Regions from separate parts of the Gasterosteus aculeatus genome. Here region 2 is linked to region 1. Evidence: chromatin contacts called from public Hi-C data. All regions are on one chromosome and are shown on one strand. Each heading gives the region's core, a stretch centred on a gene start, on an enhancer-like site or on the middle of the called end of the contact. The rest is flanking DNA. Distances are from core to core; before and after follow the strand shown.

What was found. Hi-C and Micro-C count contacts between places; a contact is called where the count stands out from the background.
Region 2: a contact with region 1 is called in a Hi-C map of skeletal muscle, with 14 times the contacts expected there. The contact joins the promoter of LOC144409476 here to the promoter of dnajc12 in region 1. A contact is called at or near these places in 2 of 6 Hi-C or Micro-C datasets (skeletal muscle and tail fin).

The regions. Positions count from the first base shown.
Region 1 is chr6:4,520,308-4,526,202 of fGasAcu3.hap1.1, forward strand. It overlaps dnajc12 (DnaJ (Hsp40) homolog, subfamily C, member 12), which reads right to left and starts at 3,177. Exons shown (of 5, transcript XM_040177796.2): 1 at 2,866-3,177; 2 at 2,214-2,292; 3 at 1,848-1,987; 4 at 1,466-1,607; 5 at 374-598. The coding sequence starts at 2,943. The coding sequence ends at 516. sirt1 (sirtuin 1) reads left to right here and starts at 3,417. Exons shown (of 9, transcript XM_040177770.2): 1 at 3,417-3,986; 2 at 4,402-4,524; 3 at 4,641-4,876; 4 at 5,009-5,161; 5 at 5,715-5,862. The coding sequence starts at 3,668.
Region 2 is chr6:4,919,740-4,925,298 of fGasAcu3.hap1.1, forward strand. It overlaps LOC144409476, which reads right to left and starts at 1,623. Exons shown (of 1, transcript XM_078104543.1): 1 at 1-1,623. The coding sequence starts at 1,368.

The sequences.
Region 1 (5,895 bases), core at 1,927-4,426:
CCTTCCACGCCAGTTAATATTTCAAGATATGGATGACAATGATAAAAGTAACGATTTAACAATCTTTTTAAGGTTCCCATGTAATCGTCAACATTTAGTACCATTAGATAGTTTGGATTGGCATTTTGATCGACATCTCACAAAACATAGTCTTGCATAATAATACAAATCAATGGAATTCGGATGCTTCAGTTTTATGTTCCCAATGGACTTAACAGCATCACAGAAATACACATGACAGACTTAAGGGGCTCCAGTATAATCCCAGATGAGTTATCTGCATTGTGTGTGTTAGTGAACATATTGATCAAATTAGCAAAACGATTGACAAAATACATTATTCACATCATTTACATTTTTGCTTGACAAAGAATCTGATACAACAGACACATTTATTGTTTAGCTCACGAAAACCAACAGTTGAATGATTTACAGATCATACACAACAATTAGGGCCCCAACTGACTAAGACACAAGAAAGTTACAAAAGTATTTCACTTATTAAACACATGTGTTTATATTTCGTAATTTCTAAACTTCTGCAGCAGACTAGATGGGGAGTCAGCAGCCCAACGGAAACGTTGATGGCAGTAATCACCTAATGAGGACAAAAGACATTTAGTTGGGTTTAATACTGTAAGAAGAATACATACATTACTGAATGGAATGAATAATAGTTGATGATAATAATAGATGATAATAGTTTTATTGCATTAAGAATAAATTAACAATGGCAATATACTGGTGAAAAACATGATCCTGCTTGTCACTGAGGTTATGAAAGGTATTTTCCAACTTTGCACATTTTGATGCATGCAAATTATCGTTTTGGTGTTGATCATCTTATGTCAAGGGGGGTGGTTATAGAAGGAAGGCAGAGATAGTATGCTGTCTGGTAAAGAGTTACTATGGAAATGCAGCATTTTAAAATTGTCCTTTTTGCATTCGGGTTCTGCTTCGGGCTTCCTGCTACATACACTTGCATCGCCGTGGGTCTTTATTTAGTTGCCAAGGCCAACCCAGTTTAATTTGAAAAAGGAGCAGATACACTTCTGGCCCCCTGGAGCTGAAAACTCTGATATAAAATCAAAACCACAGGGTCGGTTTAAACTTCTTCCGAAAACGCACACATACTTTGTAAAAAAGGTTGGTTTGAACGTAGCGCCCCATTTTCATTTATTTATTAAATTCAATGGCCTAAATCTCACAGCAGAGGGAAACTTAAGCAGCATACGTTCTCCCTCTATCCAAAAATGTTTTCCAGGCTTATTTTAGGCCATAACTTCAGGGTAAAAATACCGTAGCTGTGAATGGAAGAGGTACCAGCATGTTTAATATCTGCCGCAAAAAAGTGAAAACCAGGAATTTAATATGCGTATTGTCTCTTCCACACTCGTAAATGTTTGCACTTTAGTAGCAAATTGATACTTTTCCTTCCTTTGAGAATATTCAAAAATTCACTTACTTGTAGAAGGAATAGCATCACATGAGGAGATCCTCTGAGCTTCTTGGTCAGAATGAAGGTCCTCCGCTTGCAAAGGGACACTCCCAGCATTGGAAGCCTCCAACATTGGTTCCTTCTTATTTTTCAAAGCCCAGTGCATTGACTGAAAACAAATGGCCATATAAATCACCACGCTTTTCTAAATTAAACACTTTACACTACTTGTATACGCACGCAGACGCACGCACGCACACACACTGTATACACTGAAACAGTCAAAACTTTGGACACACTTTCTCATTGAATTAAATGAGGACACACACATACACATATATGCACACACATGCTTGTGTGTGTGTTTTTGTTGACTGTGTTTGTATTTTCAAGTTAAAACATTACATACAGTTTTAACAGTGTCATTCAAGGGTTGCCAGTCATGAAAAGACACAGTTACTCCACTTCTTCTCCAAAGGTCATAGTTTTTTCTTTTGGTTTCATTGCATAAAACCTCTTTGGCTTCCTGCAGCTTTTGGAAATCTGCCACTGCCAGAAAGAAAGAAAATATCAGGGTCTAAGGTGGTTTATTATGCCTACCATATTAGAGAAAGGATCCTGGTTTCTATGCAGTTGCAGCTCCACATTAACATAATTTGCTTTGAAGTCAAGACATCCGAAAGAGGCATTACGTGTTTGTGGAATAAGTAATCATTAAAAATGATTATGTGTATCTGAGACTCTGCGGTGTAAAAGCAAGGATTGACTGATCTACCTGCTCTTGGATGGTTCAGGTGTTTGTCTGGATGACAAGCCAAGGCTCGGATCTTGTATTCAGTCAGAATCTGTTCATGCTGCAAGGAAATTACACAAAAAATTAGCTTTTGCTAATATAAATATTTGTAATTCGGTAATAAGTCACTTATTTGGTTATCAAGGGCAACCCACTGATAAAACAACGTGAAATGAATATTGTATTTTTAAGGGGGGGTTCCTTGTAAAACGTATTGATCTATGCCGATCCTTGTACTCGTAACTCAAACACTTACTGCTGCTAGGAAACTGTCTATGGACATTATCAACATAACCTCTATAACACTCGGTGAATCGTATGTTTCCTTCATGTTCCCATGTTGACTAAATGAATTAACGTTAATAAGGAAAAACACTGAGACCCACCCGACAAAGAATCTCTATGACGCACTAGTTCCTCTGACATATTGTACTGCTGGAGCTGCAGGATCAGACGAACATCTACATGCGCAATTCAATCAGATTTAAGTTTAGAGGCAGCTGATATTTTACCTGCATCCAGCATTCTACGTTATCTTTAACTTCTGAATTCTTCAGTCAGTATCTTGATGTCTTGGTTTGTTGATGCACATATACAAATAGGCTGATCCTCAAACACACAAGCAATAACTTACCGTCGACAATTCATCACATCCTAATAACAAGTAGTAATCATCCCAGTCCTCTGGTCTGCAGTTGAGAATAGTCTCCATAACACTTATAACGTTAATGGTCTGTTGTCACGGAGCAGCTTGAATGTTTGCAGTCCTGGTTAACATATGTTGGCTTCAAGGCGTTTGGATCGGCTTCAATTAATTTTAATTGTTTTACCAGTTAGCGTTCAGTATTTAATGTCCAACTGACAAATAAAAATGGTCGAGGATCTGTTCTGAGTTGCGGCGAAAATTCAACGATCCGTTTTCGCTGTATGACGTGTGATGCATTCAGGTGTCGAAACGACAGCTCGAAGTGTTGACGGTTCATTGGACATAGAATTAATGCAAAAGTAGTCCTCAAAATTAGGAGACAAAATACTTACTACCAATAACCTAATCATATCTGTAATGACTGGGCTCCATATCATGCGGTGTCAAGTATGTGGCCAAATTAAATAGAAAAGTCTACAGGAGGCATTTAGTTTATTATCAAAGATGCAATATGCTAATGCCGCACAAACACATTTATCGACATAGCTCATATATGCTGCTCCCGCTATGTCTGACGTTTGCGTTTTATTCCCGTCTCGTGAGTACTTTGATTCGATAGCAATTATTCGGACAGAGCCTGAAGGCAGCGATATTTTGTTATGGTTTTACGTCATTGACGTAAAGGGGGACGTTCCGCCCGTGTCTACTGGTGGAGAATAAGTCACGTGCGCTGAGCAATGAGACAGCTGTCCGAGAGGAAGGATCTGCTCGGCGGCTCTGCGGGTTGAAGATGGCGGACGGCGAGACTAGTCTCGGAATGGCCTTTTCAGGCGGATCCGATATGGAAGAACCTGCTGCAAAAAGGTCGAAAATCTGTCCGATAACGAACAACGGATTCAAAGTCGCTCACGAAGACCGCCCGCCGTGTTTTTCCGTGGCCAAAGAGAGCCGGGAAGCGGCGATTAATTGTACGCAAACAGCGGAGAAGGAAGCAAAGCCGGCGATGGCGGTGGAGCAGGCCCCGGCAGCGCCAGGCGGAGACAACAATGGACTGGGACTGCTGGACTTCGAGCCGCTCATTCCAGTCGCGAAACGCGAGGACAGCGCTGGTATGTCAAGAGACGGACGTCTAACTAAGCTACAAGTTTTTACGCGAACCGTAGTGGGAAAAGCTTGTTTTTTTTAGCAAGTAACAGTTAAAACGGTTTGAAGTTTGAAACGTTAATTGCCAACTAACTTAACGTCAGTTAAAACACAGTTGAATACGTGTGTCCAACTTAGGAGACGTGCCGGTTAACTTTAGCTACTTCTCAAGGCTGAAACTTTTTTCCTAGTTTGTCCACGCTGAAAATGACAGTGAGAACGTTTGAAGTCCCTTCACGGCACTAAACTTTGGGAGACACTTTAGCGTGTTTTAGGCATCTCTGTCCCGTAACGATGTTACGTTGTATCGCCTGTGAACGAGCATTGCGCACGTACCCGCTAGCTTTATACATTCCTTTAACCAAACCTCTCTGCGCTCAGATGTCCTCGGACAGGACGAGTTGTCCTCCAGCGGACCCGCTGGCACGCCGGACCACATCAACGAGGACGACGACCGCTCCTCGCATGCGAGCTCCAGCGACTGGACTCCTCAACCGCAAATAGGTAACAGATTCGATCTGACGTCTCCAGTATGACGAGGACAGTCCTCAGCATCTTCTGACTCCATTGCAGTGGCCTCAGCCGTCTAGCAGACCTGTTGTCACTGTGTTCTCCGCCAGGCTCCTACGGTTACATCCAGCCGCAGATCAGAGACACGGACCCAAGGACCATTCTGAGGGATCTGCTGCCCGAGACTGTACTCCCGCCCGATTTAGACGACATGACATTGTGGCAGATTATCATCAACATCTCAGAACCTCCAAAAAGAAAGAAGCGGAAAGATATCAACACCTTAGAAGATGTGGTCAGGCTACTGCATGAAAGTAAAAGGATCCTTGTGCTGACTGGTGCTGGGGTGTGTATTTAACAGTGCTACTGTTTGAATTACTATGTGTTTGAGTAAATGCATAAAACCAATGATATTAAGTCTGTATGTTTGATACAGACTTGTGATCTTGTTTGTGAATTTCTAATTTTTTTTTTTTAGGTGTCCGTTTCATGTGGAATACCCGATTTCCGCTCCAGAGATGGAATTTATGCACGGCTTGCTGTAGATTTTCCAGATCTTCCAGACCCTCAAGCTATGTTTGACATTGAATATTTCAGACGGGACCCAAGACCCTTTTTCAAGTTTGCTAAGGTTCGTTTACTGATCCACGTCACAAAAAATTGGATAAAAATGACTGATTTAATTGCCCTCCAAGCCCCAGATGTATGATGTAACAGGATTCTATACTTTGTTGAAATGAGGTATGAAAAACTAAACATGCTCACGTATAGCTTTGGATTTGCCCGCCTATGTTGCATGGTTTTGGTCACAGGTGAAGACGAACAAGAAGAAATATACACTAAAATGCGCATCATATCTTTTCCATTTTTGCATTTCACACAGTATCCATATGATAAATTGTTTGCCCCTGAGGTGATGCATACAGAAGGCCTACTCTAGAACCCATGACTGTTGTGCTCGGAAAAGGTATTTGGGTAATATTGTAAGAAACATTCTCTGCAAACACACATGGAGGCTTCATTCATCTGGAGTCACGAGGTTGAACTTTTCAAACATTTGAGATGATGACAAAGATTAGAAAGAAGTTTACATTTTTCCAGATGAAGGGTGCAGATTATGCATGTCCAGGGATGATCCTCCCGCTCATAGCGTGCCGTGGTTGAATGCGTCCTCTTTGTTACAGGAGATCTACCCGGGCCAGTTCCAGCCTTCACCCTGTCACAAATTCATATCTTTGCTGGATAAGCAGGGCAAGCTGCTACGCAATTACACACAAAACATTGACACATTAGAACAGGTGTCTGGAGTTAAGCGGATAATTCAGTGTCATGGTGAGTGATACAGCTGAGCGATGGATCTTTCTT
Region 2 (5,559 bases), core at 373-2,872, 400 kb after region 1:
CAGTGGATTGTAGGCTGAAGGAGAGCGGTCAGGGCTCCTCCTTAATAGCTGCCTGAAGAAACCTGGTCGCGTTTCTCTCGTCTTCCCCTCTCGCAGTTTCCTTCGGAGCTTCTCAAGCTCAGTGTCTCTGTCCTCCATCTGTCTTCCAAAGACCCCAAGGCTCTTCTTTTTGAGGTACAAGCAGATGTCCTCGAGGATCACGTTCTCCTCCCTCAACGGTTTGTTCTTGGAAATCTCCGCCCTAAACTTCTCACCAAGGGACCTGTGGGCTATCTTCCAGGATGCTACAGTGTTCTCCAAGTCCAATGCTCTCTTCTCCAGGGCGTTGTACTTTTCCACCTTCTTATTCTGCAGGTGTAGACTCTCCTCAAGATGGCTTTTTTCGGCCTCCTGTCCTCTGACGGTCTCCTTCAGATCCTTCACCTTCTGTATCAGCTCGCCAACCTTGGCCACGGCGCGACAGAAATCGGTCTCAGGACCACCGATCTCTTCGCTCTGGTCGTTGCTGGTATTCAGGAGTTTTAGTTTCTCTGCCTCATTGTTGGCAATTATGTCCTTCGTGTGGTCTTCCATCTTTTTTACTGCGTTGTACTCTTCCACCTTCTCATTCTGCAGGTGTAGACTCTCCTTGAGATGGCTTATTTCGGTCTCCTGTCTTCTGACGGTCAGCTCCAGATCCTCCACCTTCTGTGTCAGCTCGCTGACCTCGGCCACGGAGCAACATAAATCTTTTTTCACCAGACATTCGATTGGACATTTGGGTGGGCTCTCAGGACCACCAATCGCTTTGGTCTGGTCGTTGCTGGTCTTCAGGAGTTTTAGTTTCTCTGCCTCATTGTTGGCAATTATGTCCTTCATGTGGTCTTCCATCTTTTGTACTGCGTTGTACTCTTCCACCTTCTCATTCTGCAGGTGTAGACTCTCCTCCAGATGGCTTATTTCGGCTTCCTGTCTTCTGACGGTCTCCACCTTCTGTGTCAGCTCCCCGTAATTGGCCACGGTGCGAAAGAAATTTGTTTTCACCCGACATCTGATTGGACGTTTGGGTGGGCTGTGAGGACCACCGATCTCTTTGCTCTGGTCGTTTCTGGTCTTCAGGAGTTTCAGTTTCTCTGCCTCATTGTCGGCAATTATCTCCATGCGGTCTTCCATCTTTTTCTCCCGTTCAAGGAGAATTTTCCTTTTAAACTCCCACAGCTCACTTACCTGCTCTGTCAGCCTGATGATCTTGTACTTGGCACAACATAGTTCAGTTTTAATCGGAACTCTGGGTGGAGGTCCTGGATGGCTTGGAGAGAGAGTGGACGTTTCTGTGATAATCTCTGAAAGACTGTGTCCCTCTCTGATTTGTCCTGGAAGAGGGTTCATGGCTGTGTCTTTATGTGAAAAACTGTGGGCCAGTGTATCTGAAATGGTTCTTAATGAAAGACTGAATCTGTCTCGACGAGAACTAAATGTTCGTCTTACTTGTGCAGTGACTTGAACTTGACTGACTCTCTCCCCCTCTGAGATTCTAATGGAATGTCTGTGGATGTTCCAGTGTGATAAGCTTCTGTGAATGCGTGCTGCATCATTGGCTGTCACAGCTTGATGTCATAGCTTCTGTGAATGCGTGCTGCAATATCATTGGCTGTCACAGCTTGATGTCATCGCTTCTGTGAATGCGTGCTGCAATATCATTGGCTGTCACAGCTTGATGTCATCGCTTCTGTGAATGCGTGCTGCATCATTGGCTGTCACAGCTTGATGTCATCGCTTCTGTGAATGTGTGCTGCAATATCATTGGCTGTCACAGCTTGATGTCATCGCTTCTGTGAATGCGTGCTGCATCATTAGCTGTCACAGCTTGATGTCATCGCTTCTGTGAATGCGTGCTGCATCATTGGCTGTCACAGCTTGATGTCATCGCTTCTGTGAATATGTGCTGCATCATTGGCTGTTACAGCTTGATGTCATCGCTTCTGTGAATGCGTGCTGCATCATTGGCTGTTACAGCTTGATGTCATCGCTTCTGTGAATGTGTGCTGCAATATCATTGGCTGTTACAGCTTGATGTCATCGCTTCTGTGAATGTGTGCTGCAATATCATTGGCTGTTACAGCTTGATGTCATCGCTTCTGTGATGTGATCCCTTTGAAGTATGTCCAATCAGAGACCAGTACAGGTTCCGGAGTTTTGATTGGCTGAGCAGAATATTCAAATTCAAAATAAACTGGGAAATCCAAGGGGATTTTATTTTTGAAAAACAACACTATCTTGTTCCCACAATTATAACTTTTCATTCACAATGTTTGGGTCAAAACGTAGAAAATGTCATGCCGGTGTTTGATCCCACAAACAAACCCCACATCACCGCGTCCGTTAAGCCTAGTTTATGCTTCTGCGTTTTCAGAGAGACGCAGACGCAAGAGGCCCTTGCTGTGATTGGTCTGCTAACTACATCCTTTACGGCAGGGGTCTCAAACTCAAATCAGCTGCGGGCCAGATGCAGCCCACTTCAACCAAACGCGGGCCAGACTAGCGTCCGAACGGCATGGTCGACAATAACACAACTTAACACTCACTTTCAAAAGCAGTCATTGAACCCCACCCTGGGGGATCGGTTCGAATGAGACTACAACACTAGTCCTCTAACTCAGCGGGGGAGACCTAAGGTCATGTGACCGTGGAATTCCTTTATAGCCAAACGTGAAGTTACGTGAATCGAAGCTGCGTAGTAATGGACGGAGACGCTCGTCGGTGACGTCAGATGCTTCATGCGTTGTTAGTGTGAGTCGTAAAGGAAAACTTTATTAAACGAGCGATGCTAACGGTTAGTCACATTATCACCTGCGCGAAAGAGGGCAGGAAACTGAATTTCACCCTCCTGCTCTCTGCACCTCGGCCGACACACACGACCCGCCCCCCATGTCAGTCACATGCATGCCACGTTCACTGGACAAGCACACAGTAGGAAACCAGAACATCATAACATGTCCCACACAGCAGCTGACAGTGGGGTTACAGTATAAAACTTGCGGGCCGCACTAACATTACACTTTCATATTAAGGATGGGGGCACAAAATATCGTCCCGAGGGCCGCAATTGGCCCGCGGGCCGCGAGTTTGAGACCCCTGCTTTACGGCATCTCACATTTCCGGTTTCATAGCACAATACCGCCATTATTAAAACATTAACAATTATTATTATATTATTAAAAGTTTTTTTGCCAGAGAATGGATCTGTTGTTTAATTAAAACTCCTTCAAATACTTTTTTATTTTTTTTATTTTACGCAACCATCTTTCGGTTCAATAGACACACGTGTGTAGGTTTTTATATATTATACTATACCCCTTAACTCCAGTACATTAAAACAACTAAAATAACTGAAATAATTGAAGTATCCAATGGGATATGAAGAGCCTGCTATGTTTTACTCCCTTGACAACAAGTAAAATGCAGGTGACAGAACAACGAGGGGAGGGAGGTGAGCCAAGAAGACGGGGAGGTGTTTGGTTGAGGTGTGTGGTGACAGTGGAGTGAAGGTTTTACTCACGGTTGATGGATGAGACTGAACTTGCTCATGTCACCGTCAGACAGGCTCTGGGGGAAGTAACAGAGAAATCCATTTTCAATTGTGACAAGTTGGGTGAAAATTGCAGAGTTCTCAAGTGACTGTGATGTCTCAGGTGAGGCGATACTACAAGGGGGTCACATTGTCACCAAACACGTGCATTGGAGCAGTGGTTCTCAAACTGAGGGACGTGTACCCCTGGAGGTACGTGAAGGCACTCCAGGGGATACCTGAGATTGTTTAATGATTTTAAAATAAAATAAAATAATAAAATAAAATAAGCATGCTACACACACACACACACACACACACAAACGTCCATTACTTTCAAGGCTCCCCCTTTTCAATCGGCCTCTCTCCAAACGCCGTCTTACCGTGTGTTCGTGTTCATCTGCGTCGACAGATAATAAAGAGCCCACTATAGCGAGAAAAGCCGCAGCTGCTACCTTCCACCTGGAAGACCCCATTCTTTTTCGGAGTAGGAATACAGCGAGATTGGGGATGTTAGCTTTGTAGGGCTATCCCACCTTCTTCCTGGTTGTATGACAGAGGCAATTTTAGGGATGCTCTCGTACGCATTTGGCGTAAGCGCTTCACCACCGCACATCGCACGCAAATTTGATGGGCTGACTTGAGTCACATGACCCGCATCCTCCAGTCACGGGGGAAAGCGATGGATCAAACGGTGGATAAAAAAACGCATTCACGTCACCAGACGCATTCACATCTGTTTGGATTGCTTTCCCATGCGCCCCTGAGGATAATGTAGATATCTTTATACACAGGTGTCAAACTCAAGGCCCGCGGGCCGGATCCGGTGTTCTGTCGATTTTTTGCTGCTTTGTCGAAAATTGCTACCGCCGCATAAATCGATGGCTCTGTCTATCAAGTCATGCTACCCTATCAAAAAATGCTACTTTATGGTTTTCTACCTCTCAATCATCAAATCAAATTATGCATGAATGCCAGCATATTAATCACATTTTATTCATCAATATTTGAGGAGTAGCAGATTTACTGGGCACATTTTTTAGGTTTTCATGCCTTTAATGAAGGAGAGACAGGACATGGGGGACAGAGAGAGGGGGGTGACACGCAGTGAGGGACCGTCGATGCAGGATTTGATCCGCCTGCTCAGACAACTGTGCTACCGAGAGCCCCGCAAACACATTTTGGGCATTTGTACGGTGTGCCACTGTTTTTGACGTAATGGGCACATTCAAAATGTGCCCACCGACCGCAGGAATCGCACTGCACCTACAAAAAAGGAAATGATATATGGAAATGGAAATAACTAATACAAAGCACTAGGGCTGGGCAATTAATAGAAAAATAATCGAAATTGACATTTATAAACTACAACTGACTTAATCTTGCTCATGTCAATTAATTGTGGCTTTAACTTGCCATGACAGTAAAGGTTGCATATCTTTGAGGAAATTGAAAACTCCAGTTTATAATTTTAACCCAACCTGTGATCTTTCATAGCCATAATCAAGTGGGTTTTGTGCCCTACAAAGCACAAATATGATACTTTACCATTTCGAACATGCTGGTATCCCCATCGGTTTCCAGATAGGAGCACACCACGCAGTAATCATCTGCATTCCCCGTAAACCATGGATTTTAGATTTACAACTAAATGTACAAAGCACAATTTGTACATACATAGTAAATAAAGTATAGTCAACTTAAATCAGTGTTCGATACCACTGACCTTTTGACCGAAGCAGTGCACAAGCTTGTGCAACAGCTTGTGGCAATGTTTTTGTCATGGCAAAATTACCATGTGTCATATTCTGCAAACTGCAAAATGACATTCAAAAAGGTTGTGTCAGTTTGACTTAACCATAATCGGTTCCTTTACACCTTGGATGTTAAGTACTTCAAATCAAAAACAAAGCAAAAGACTGACAGATTATAGTTGATCTGCTTCAATAAATCACGGTTTGGAAGTTTGGACAAGCTAGATCTAACCATCAACACCAAAATGCCACAGCTCC